Regions from separate parts of the Mus musculus genome. Here region 2 is linked to region 1. Evidence: chromatin contacts called from public promoter capture Hi-C data. All regions are on one chromosome and are shown on one strand. Each heading gives the region's core, a stretch centred on a gene start, on an enhancer-like site or on the middle of the called end of the contact. The rest is flanking DNA. Distances are from core to core; before and after follow the strand shown.

Region 1 (4,301 bases), core at 525-3,024:
ATTTTAGGCTTCATTGAACATAAGGTCTATGTCTCCTGTTTTCAACTCTGCCATTGCCTCATAGTACCTAGGAAATATAAATGGCTATGTTCTGATAAAGATTTACTTATCACAACAGGCATCAAGTCGGGTTTGATTTAGTCATCAAAGCTTGGATCCTTTCACCTAGTGACACACATTATTTCTACCATTTGTGGAAGGTGAAACTAAGACATGCAAAGGTTGTTTTACTAACTGAAGGTCTCACAGGTAAGTGGATGATAGTTGGTTCAAGGAAAATTTAAATTTATTCAAGCATGTATCAATGAGACGGGGGAGCTGGAAAATGAACATTTAATTCTTTGTTTTCTATTGGTCATGAAGAATTCCTACCTGAACAGGTTTGAGACTTAACTCACACTCACTTTCATTGATGAGTCTCTATTCTGATTGTAGTCCTTCTGAGTGTGTCACATTCCCTGTGACCCTGCTCTTGGTAGCAGCTAATTGGACAAAGGATGGGAACTTGGTCTATCTGTGCCATTACCAAAAATTTATGACTTGTGGTCTGGTGTGACTTGAAACATATAGTCAGTGGATTCCTTTCTTGGGAACATGATCTTTGAGGAACATGGAAAATTCTCGTTGGAAAGATTGAAAGCGGGAAGGCTATGTGTGTTGGCAGCTCTGTGTGTGTGTGTGTGTGTGTGTGTGTGTGTGTGTGTGTGTGTGTGTGTGTTAGAACCAAATGCTGTAAAGGCATGAGGACGTGAGTTTGCATCTTTAGTACACATATCCAAAGTCAGACGTGGCTATGTATGTCTGCAACCTCAGCATGTTGAAAGGAGTGGGTGTAGTGAGACAGATTTCACCAGACAGACAGCCTAGACAAAACAATAGGCTTCTGTTTCAGTGAGAGACCCTGTCTCAAGTCAGCCAAGCAGAGAGTGGTAAAGTAAAATACTTCATGTCCCCCACTGGCCTCCTCCTGTGGATGTATATTATATATACAAGCACATACATCCACATAATTGTTTACATACAACACAAGTACACACGCACACACATATACACATGCACACACGGAGAGAAGGTGAACGGAAGGAAAGAGGAACCATGTAAGTAGAATTGGATGCATTGCTAAAATTTCAGTTTTCTAGTCCTTGACCCGACTGTATACCTGCTTTGACCTATGCATATATGCGCAGCATCTCTAAATTAGCTCCATCCTTTTAAAAATTATACCCTGAGTGAGATTCTGGGCCTTAAACACAATTTATCTTGATAGGCTACTGAAGTTACACTTATTTGTGGTTATCTACCTATTTAAAGGCACACTTGATTTCTGACTTTATATTTGTTTCTGAGACAAAACAGGGGTAATTCTAAAGCAGGGATTCCCCATTGATTTACTCTTGGGCTCTGTCTAGCCTCTCTTCCCAACCCACTTCCTTAACAGGATTTTCTAGTTCAGTCTTGCAAACTATATTTTCTACTTACTGTCTTCACTTTCATCCCAGGCTTACAGAAACATTTAGTGCACCTGCTACTCTCCCATTCACTAAATTAAGATGTAAATGTGCTCTGGCTAATTAACATAAATGTGTCGCTTATGATGTACCAAGCCTGGTCTGCTCAGCCCACCTGGATTCAAGGCAGCCATGGTGTGTGGGTGCTGAGGCTCAGTCCGTTTTCCTTTCTCTGAAGTTATGGGTGGGGGGCAGGGTAAGCAAGGCAGTAACAGACGCAGCCCAGAACTGTGGGTAGGCTGATGTCCTAGATACACCCTTCCAGAGAAAGGCAGTTGGATTTGTCAAAGAATCCCCAGTGCCTCATGGGTAAATTCCTACATCATTCTCATGCAGCTTCAGACGACCCCCAAAGAACAGAGCAGATCTTCCCATAAGAGCACGACACTGGTGTCTGGTCTCTTTCCTGTCTCATTTCCCATCATTCTTTTTCAGCTTCCAGTGTTACCCCCAAATCAAGTATCCTTATGATACGGCGTCTTGATATTTTAATAGAGTGTTTAATAGGACCACTCTCGGAGCAGTTCCTGCACATTTCCTTATTTTAAAGTTGAGGAAAGTAAGGCCCAGTACCATGAAGTCATGCTTCCAAATCTATGATTCCTAACAGAGATAAAATTAGAATAAAATCCAATGGTTTTTTCATTACAAGGGTCTCAGCTTAGAGCTTTCAAAGCTAAATATAATATTTGACTTTTTCCTCTTTCAAGTATTTTTTTTCAAATGTTATCTATAAAGCCACAGGTTCTGATATGCTTCCGTGCAAGCACCATGTTGGCTTGGGATCATGTGGCACGAGGCTATTGTTACCGTCCCAGAATAGTGTCTGGTGTTTTCAGGGACACAAATGGAGCTTTAATCTGTGATGTTCTTCTACTCGACATATTGTACAGGGCACGAGGCTGAACTCCCGTCGATCCTACCCCATGAGCTTCAGATGACTGTACACCCTACAGGATCCCTCTTCATACATGGAAGCTGTACAATTAGGCACATTAATACCCAAGCTCTCCAAGAGCCTCCCTGCGTCAGATCAATCCAAGCCTTAGCACGGCAGCCAGAAGCATTTTCTTGGAGGCTTCTCCTTGACTGTCACTTATTTTCTCACCAACTGCTGGCCCCACTTCTCTGCCCTGGATCCAACCCCATTATCAGAGACGCCAGGGAAGGCTCTGCAATGAGGTTGTCTGTAAATGAACAACAGAGAGCGGGAAGAGGATACTGTCACACCCAACAGTGTCTGTTAAGTTCTGACACCCAGAGAACTCAGTGCTCTGTGGGGTGTTGTAGCAGCTCAGGAGACACAAGAGACTTCACAGCAGAGAGGTCTCCTGGACTAGCATGTGGAAATTGCATGGTTGTGCTTCCTAGACAGCACGTAAAGATGCTATCGGGCTCATCTGTGTGTGTATGTTCTTGTGTATCATGCGTGTGACACCTTGAGTTTGATAGCAGGTATTATTCTTCGTTCAGACATTCTTTATACTATTTTGTGAGACAAGGTCTCTCACTGAATCTGAGCAAGCTACACTGGCTGGCTAGCAGGTCCCAGGGATCTTCCTGTCTGCCTTGCAGTGCCACCATCCCAGATGTATTCCACTGCTCTCAACAGTTACACAGCTGTTGAAGAGGGAACTCTGGAGCCCTCATGCTCAAATGACAAGCACTTTCCTGCACGTCTCCCCCACACAGGCTCACTTCTTGGGGTGTTTAAAGATGAATTAGGCTCTGGAGAAGGAAAATGGAAGAATGCAGATGCCAACCAGGGAATTCACACATGCACTTTTGTCAACGGTGACCTTTTAGGACTGCCATGGAACTTAATGTTGTTAAACAATCAGTCCTTGTTTTGCTAAAATGTGAGTTGTGAGGCTGATGCCTGGAGCACATTAGTTTATTCTTGGAACACCCCCAGAAGAATCTGACTGTTGTCAACCATCTTACTAGACTCTTCATCAATCCTGGTTTCTCCATGTGGCAATTGATCAAGCAGAGGTGAATCCCATGGGTTTTGTTCCCATTCAATAATACAACCCATTAAATGCATTTCTTAAGTTGCCCTAATAGCTTGGCTTGCTAATGTCCCTTGTCTACAAATATGGGCATTCCTATATGCTACTTCCTGCCTGCAAAACTTAACTTTCTGAATTTTTTTTTCCTAGTCTAGCAATTTCTTCATTTAATTCTTGCCTTAGTTTGTATTTCCCCAGAGCCAAGTCTGAGTCAGGCTTATTAAACCTTGGCAACTGTTGAGAGGTTAGGTTTGGTGAATTTTTAAGGTTGAGGATGCTGAGCATTACAGGATGTGGAACACATGTCTGGGCTCTAGACACTAGATCTACCCACACAACACCCACAGTGTCTCTAGATAGGGCTGAATATAACCGAGAAAAAACCACTGCCCTGAGTCAAGGGTTCAATGACAAGCACAGGGCAGTTGGAGACTGGATTAACAAGCAATGTTGGATGTAAATCATACCAGGGTTCTCCAGAGACATACAACAATAAGATGTGTATATGTGCTTAGGTAGGAGGGACAGATAGATGGATGGGAATAGGGAAGGAAGAGAAGAAAGACGAGATGGAAAAGCCAAGAGAGGATGAGAAAAATGTGAAGGGAGTGGAGAGATTAAAAGTTGATTAATTTTAAGGATTTGACTCAAGGGTAGAGTCTAATATCTACAAGGAAGACTGGCAGGCTGGAGACCCAGGGCAGAGTTAATTTTCATTCCTGGTTTAAAGGGTGACTTTACACTCTCATGGAGACTAAAGCACTCTATGGGATAAGCATTA
Region 2 (4,301 bases), core at 920-3,419, 250 kb after region 1:
CCATTTCCTGGCACCCAGACAAGTGTTATAAAAATATGTCATCATAAGCAGCCTAGAATAAATACTCCAATCCTCAGGGTTGTTTATCATTTCTCAAATGTCTTCCCCGCTTGTACAATCTTAGCTCTTTGTTACATTTGGGGAGAGTAGGTTGTTTATAATACTCTGAGATGGCCAACCCACAGGTCATTCCATGTAAACCAGGCAGCGTTAGAGCTCAGGGCAATGTGCCAGGTGGCTTCCATGGGGCCACTTTTAAACGGATCCCAGGATTGAAAGTCTCACCGCCGATCAATTTTAAACCAGCCCACATGTTTCATCTAATTTGATAGAATTATTTGATTATGGACTGTTGTCTTCTCAGGCAGTAGATGAAACTGAATGATGTCCTGGTGTGGAAGTTAAAAAATACACAACTCCATTAATGTTATGACATCAAGGGCTCATGGGACATGTTTAGGTCTAGAACACCACCAAGGCCCAGACAAATAAACTCAGAGAATGTCCAGCAGGGTTCAGGAGCTGTGGGAGGGACGGACTCTGACACTGACCAGTTCAATCATGTCACGTAAGTCCTAAATCTTATCACTAGAATGCCACCTTCCTTTTATGGTGGGGCTTTTAGTCCAGCCTCTCTGTGTTTTGTGACAACACTGCGTATACAGAGTATATTTAGCATGTAACTAGATCTGGTTGTTTTAATTCTCAATATACAAGGCTTGTATGACTCTAAATCTAGATTTCTTTTTATATGTTTTATTATCCTATATTTCTCATTAGAAAAATGCAAGAATTTCTGGCCATCTGGAGAACTTTAGTAGATATTATCTTGAATCAACTTGCAATGGATCAGTGAACTTTTACGGAAAATAGAGCCTGTATCTACACATGTGTGTGTAAACAAGCCCACCAGCCACGACATACGTGTGTAAACATTTTCACCCATATAGCAGGACATCTGCCACACCAGGGATCTGGCACTTCATGTGACCTTTGAGTGTTCCTACAGCCTCATTTGCAATGACAGCCTGTTTCATGCATTCAATAAAGAACAATACTTTGCTCTCACATTGTTACAGTCTGCCTCTTTCACATTGTTACAATCTGCCTCTTTCACATTGTTACAGTCTGCCTTTTGAAACAGTTCCTGTAGCGAGGCTTTGCCAGTACAAAGCTGGCTTTTTACTTGGTTTGTCTGTAACCAGGCAGATTTAGAACTTTTACTTCTGTAGACTGTGCTAAAAAGCAATTCAAGGCGACGTAAAATTCTCAAAAGTCTGATTTTGCAGCAACGCTGAGAGCGCACAAACCCTGAGCTAGTTGCTTTCTTCAGATAGGAAACAGTACCTGTGATGGAGCCTCCGTGCAAGTGGCTTAATGCCACCGTCACAAAACCCTCCCACCGTTGGGTATTAACGTCCTTAATATTGTTAAGGTTTTTTTAAAAAAATGATATTTGGAAGTTAGTAATTTAGTGGCTGTATATTGCCCTTCCTCGAAGAGAGCCAAGGATACTCCTTGGTCCAGCCAAGCTAAAGAGAGACTAAATTTCCCATTTGGACTGGGTGACGACAGGCTCTTGAATTCAGTTCCCCAGGTGAGTTCAATTAAAATGGAAGGGGAGGAGACAGCAACAGCTGTCACCAGACTTTACTCCTAAAACGGAGGCATGTGTCAACTGAGAAGTGACCGTTACTCTCATGTGCCTAGTCTGAACCATTGAAGCGCACCTCTGTGGATCTTGATATTGACCATAAACAAAACACATGGGAAAACCTCTTCTTTTCTCAGAAAGAAGTCAAAACAGACTGCATATACACAGAGATGGGGGAGTCGCATCCATCCAAAAAAAAAAAAAAGAAAAACGAGTGGGGAAGAGAGAAATGTTTGCGCCCGCATTCTTCGTTCCATCTGGCACTCGATTGGAGCGCACTCATTCGGGCAAATGTTGCGCTCACATCCCTACACTACAAAGCCTAAAATCCTCTAAGGAATGTCTGGGCCGGACAGTGTATGGGAGCAACACACCGTAGCCCAGTAGCCCAGTGTGGTCCCTACATGCAGTGCCCAGAAAAAACTGGGCCTTTACCAAAAGGAAGTGAAGACAGACCGCAGCACACGGAAATAGCGCCCGTGCCTTTCTGCCATCTGGAACAGGGGCTCACGTCAGGGGGAGGAGAAAGCTGCTTCCCCAGTAGTTACAGTAGATGAAGAGTGTTATACCCAAATCATAGAGGGCCCAGTCAGGCTTTTCCTTCAAAACTCCCAGGATCGAGCACCTGATCATATACCATGTTAAACCTCCATGGGAGAGGGGTTGGTACATCAACCATGTTTATATGTGTATAGACAATGTTTTAGGGGAGCATATGAATATTGTTATGCTGGCTGGGGCATAGCCCAGTAGTTGAGGATGTGCAAGGCCCTGTGTTCATGCGCCAGTAGTAGAAGTAAAGTTCCTTAGACATCTTTCTCTTCTAGTCTGTCCATAAAAAAATGCATTGTTGAGGTTTGTTTTGCTTGTTCTTACAATTGGTTTGGTTTGTAATAAGCAACTCAGAACCATAGAAGGCAGGTTATCCCTCTCATGGAAGTCTCTGGAAGGGATCTAACTAAACGTGGCTCTCTGCCTGGCTGAATCCAGATCTTCAGAAAGGAGACGGAGGAATGCACACTTTGTATAATCATTCCCTTCTCCCCACCCCCACCCCCGCATGTCCAGGTGACTGCAATATATACAGTGAAGTTTACGAGCCCCTGCCTCCATCCGAGACAGCATGCAGAGCGGTTCATTCTAGAGGTCGTTTTAAACAAGGTCAATGTCTCAGCTTTCAAGCTTCCCCTTTGTTCTTTGCAATATGTCCTCAGTGCTAATCACAACAAGCCAAGGTGTGTGTTTCAGTCAAATCAGTTCCCATCTGTGGATTGACCCAAGGAAGCGGAAAGGCAAAGTGGCCTAAATGGAATGTGTGCCCTACAACGCAAAATAGAAAATGCCTCTGCTGGCTCAATACACACTTTCTGGAGACTCCCAGCTTCTCCAAAAATAATAAGAGGCAGGGGCTTGACAATCCTTGGGAATTCCTAGAACATGTTATCTAAAGTGGAAGAGGCAGTGACGAGGCAGTGACTCCTCTCAGCCCAACAGCTAATTGAGCACATTAAACGGCCACTCGTCTTAACAGTGGTACTGTCATGACCTGGTTGACTGTCCAGGGCCTCAGAGCCCACTAGTCAACTGTAGCCTGTAACATTTATTACTCAAAGAGTCAGACACTTTCCAAGGAAGAGATGATAAATGTTTAAGAAGAGAAAAAGTGCTAATTACCCACATTTGACCATTGCTTATTGTGTATATCAAATTATCTCAGTGTAGCCCATAGAAATGTATAATTATCATTTGTCAATAAACGGGAAGATTGGCATGACCCTTGTGCCAGGAGTCCTGGGGATCTGCAGAGCTGTTTTGTAGACTTGCAGAAGTTTGCTGTTGCAGCTCTCTGTCTGGGGAAATAACTAAATAAAGTTGAAATCAGGTGTTGGGAAATTCAGTCTGCCTCAAACAACCTGAGAAATGACCACGGGCGGGCGGGCGGGCGGGCCAAGATGGTTAAGGTGTGGTCCGCTCCCTATCTCTCCTGGCTGGGTAGTTTCACTTTCATCTGAGCAAACAGGAGTCATCCATCTAACGCGTAGAATACAACAATGAATATTCAAGCCTGGTTCTGAGTTTTGGCAGAACCCAGCAAAGTGAGCAGAAATCCTTTTCTTCTTGTCTCCCCTGGGGTTTTAAGACTCTCCCTTGAAAGGCATTGGAGAGGGCTCTGCAGGAAAGCCAGCCCCAGCTTCCAGAAAGTGCTTTGGTCTCTTTATGTATATTAGAACAATTAACATCTAGTTTCACCATACAAAGGACTTTCTTTCCTTTTATGTTTTAGTTCTTAAAATTCCCAGAATGGTGTACAGTGAAACTGTTCACTTGAGAAATTAAGTACCGTATGTGATAAGACAGTTGGATGAAATTTTTAAGCTGTCATTAAAAATGATTATAATTAGGACAAACTACAAGAAAATGCTTTAAAATTGAGACCCGGGTGAATTAAAAATTAAGGGGTATATTATGTATTATCATGTTGAAGGGCTGGGCTTTGCTCGTCTAACAGCCATTAACACTAATGTGGGTTGCCTGTATAAATCCCCTCTAAGCGAGGAAGGCCGGCTCTCATCTGTTTTCCCTGAATGACAGCATGCTAACAAGGGAATAACTCTGTTCTCCAAGGGCCACTGCAAGGAGAAAATGT

The links. Promoter capture Hi-C pulls out the DNA fragments that hold promoters and counts their contacts.
Region 2: a promoter capture Hi-C map of hippocampal neurons shows a contact between it and region 1, with 3 times the contacts expected there. The contact joins the enhancer-like site here to the promoter of 4930595L18Rik in region 1. A contact is called at or near these places in 6 of 39 promoter capture datasets (the 3T3-L1 cell line, cranial neural crest, hippocampal neurons and 3 more), 1 of 15 datasets of contacts at CTCF or cohesin (the NIH/3T3 cell line), 1 of 484 Hi-C or Micro-C datasets (nephron progenitors) and 1 of 115 datasets of contacts at active chromatin or transcription factors (regulatory T cells).

Annotation. Positions count from the first base shown.
Region 1 is chr6:98,550,330-98,554,630 of GRCm38.p6, forward strand. It overlaps 4930595L18Rik (a long non-coding RNA gene), which reads right to left and starts at 1,775. Exons shown (of 3, transcript XR_869302.2): 1 at 1,624-1,775.
Region 2 is chr6:98,797,467-98,801,767 of GRCm38.p6, forward strand. No RefSeq gene overlaps it. Among named protein-coding and RNA genes, the nearest start is that of 4930595L18Rik, 250 kb to the left of the region's middle. Within about 2 kb of position 2,170, at least 10 of the 459 cell types and tissues checked have an H3K27ac peak or open chromatin away from gene starts, as enhancers often do. A contact at or near this core is called in hippocampal neurons, where this site is marked.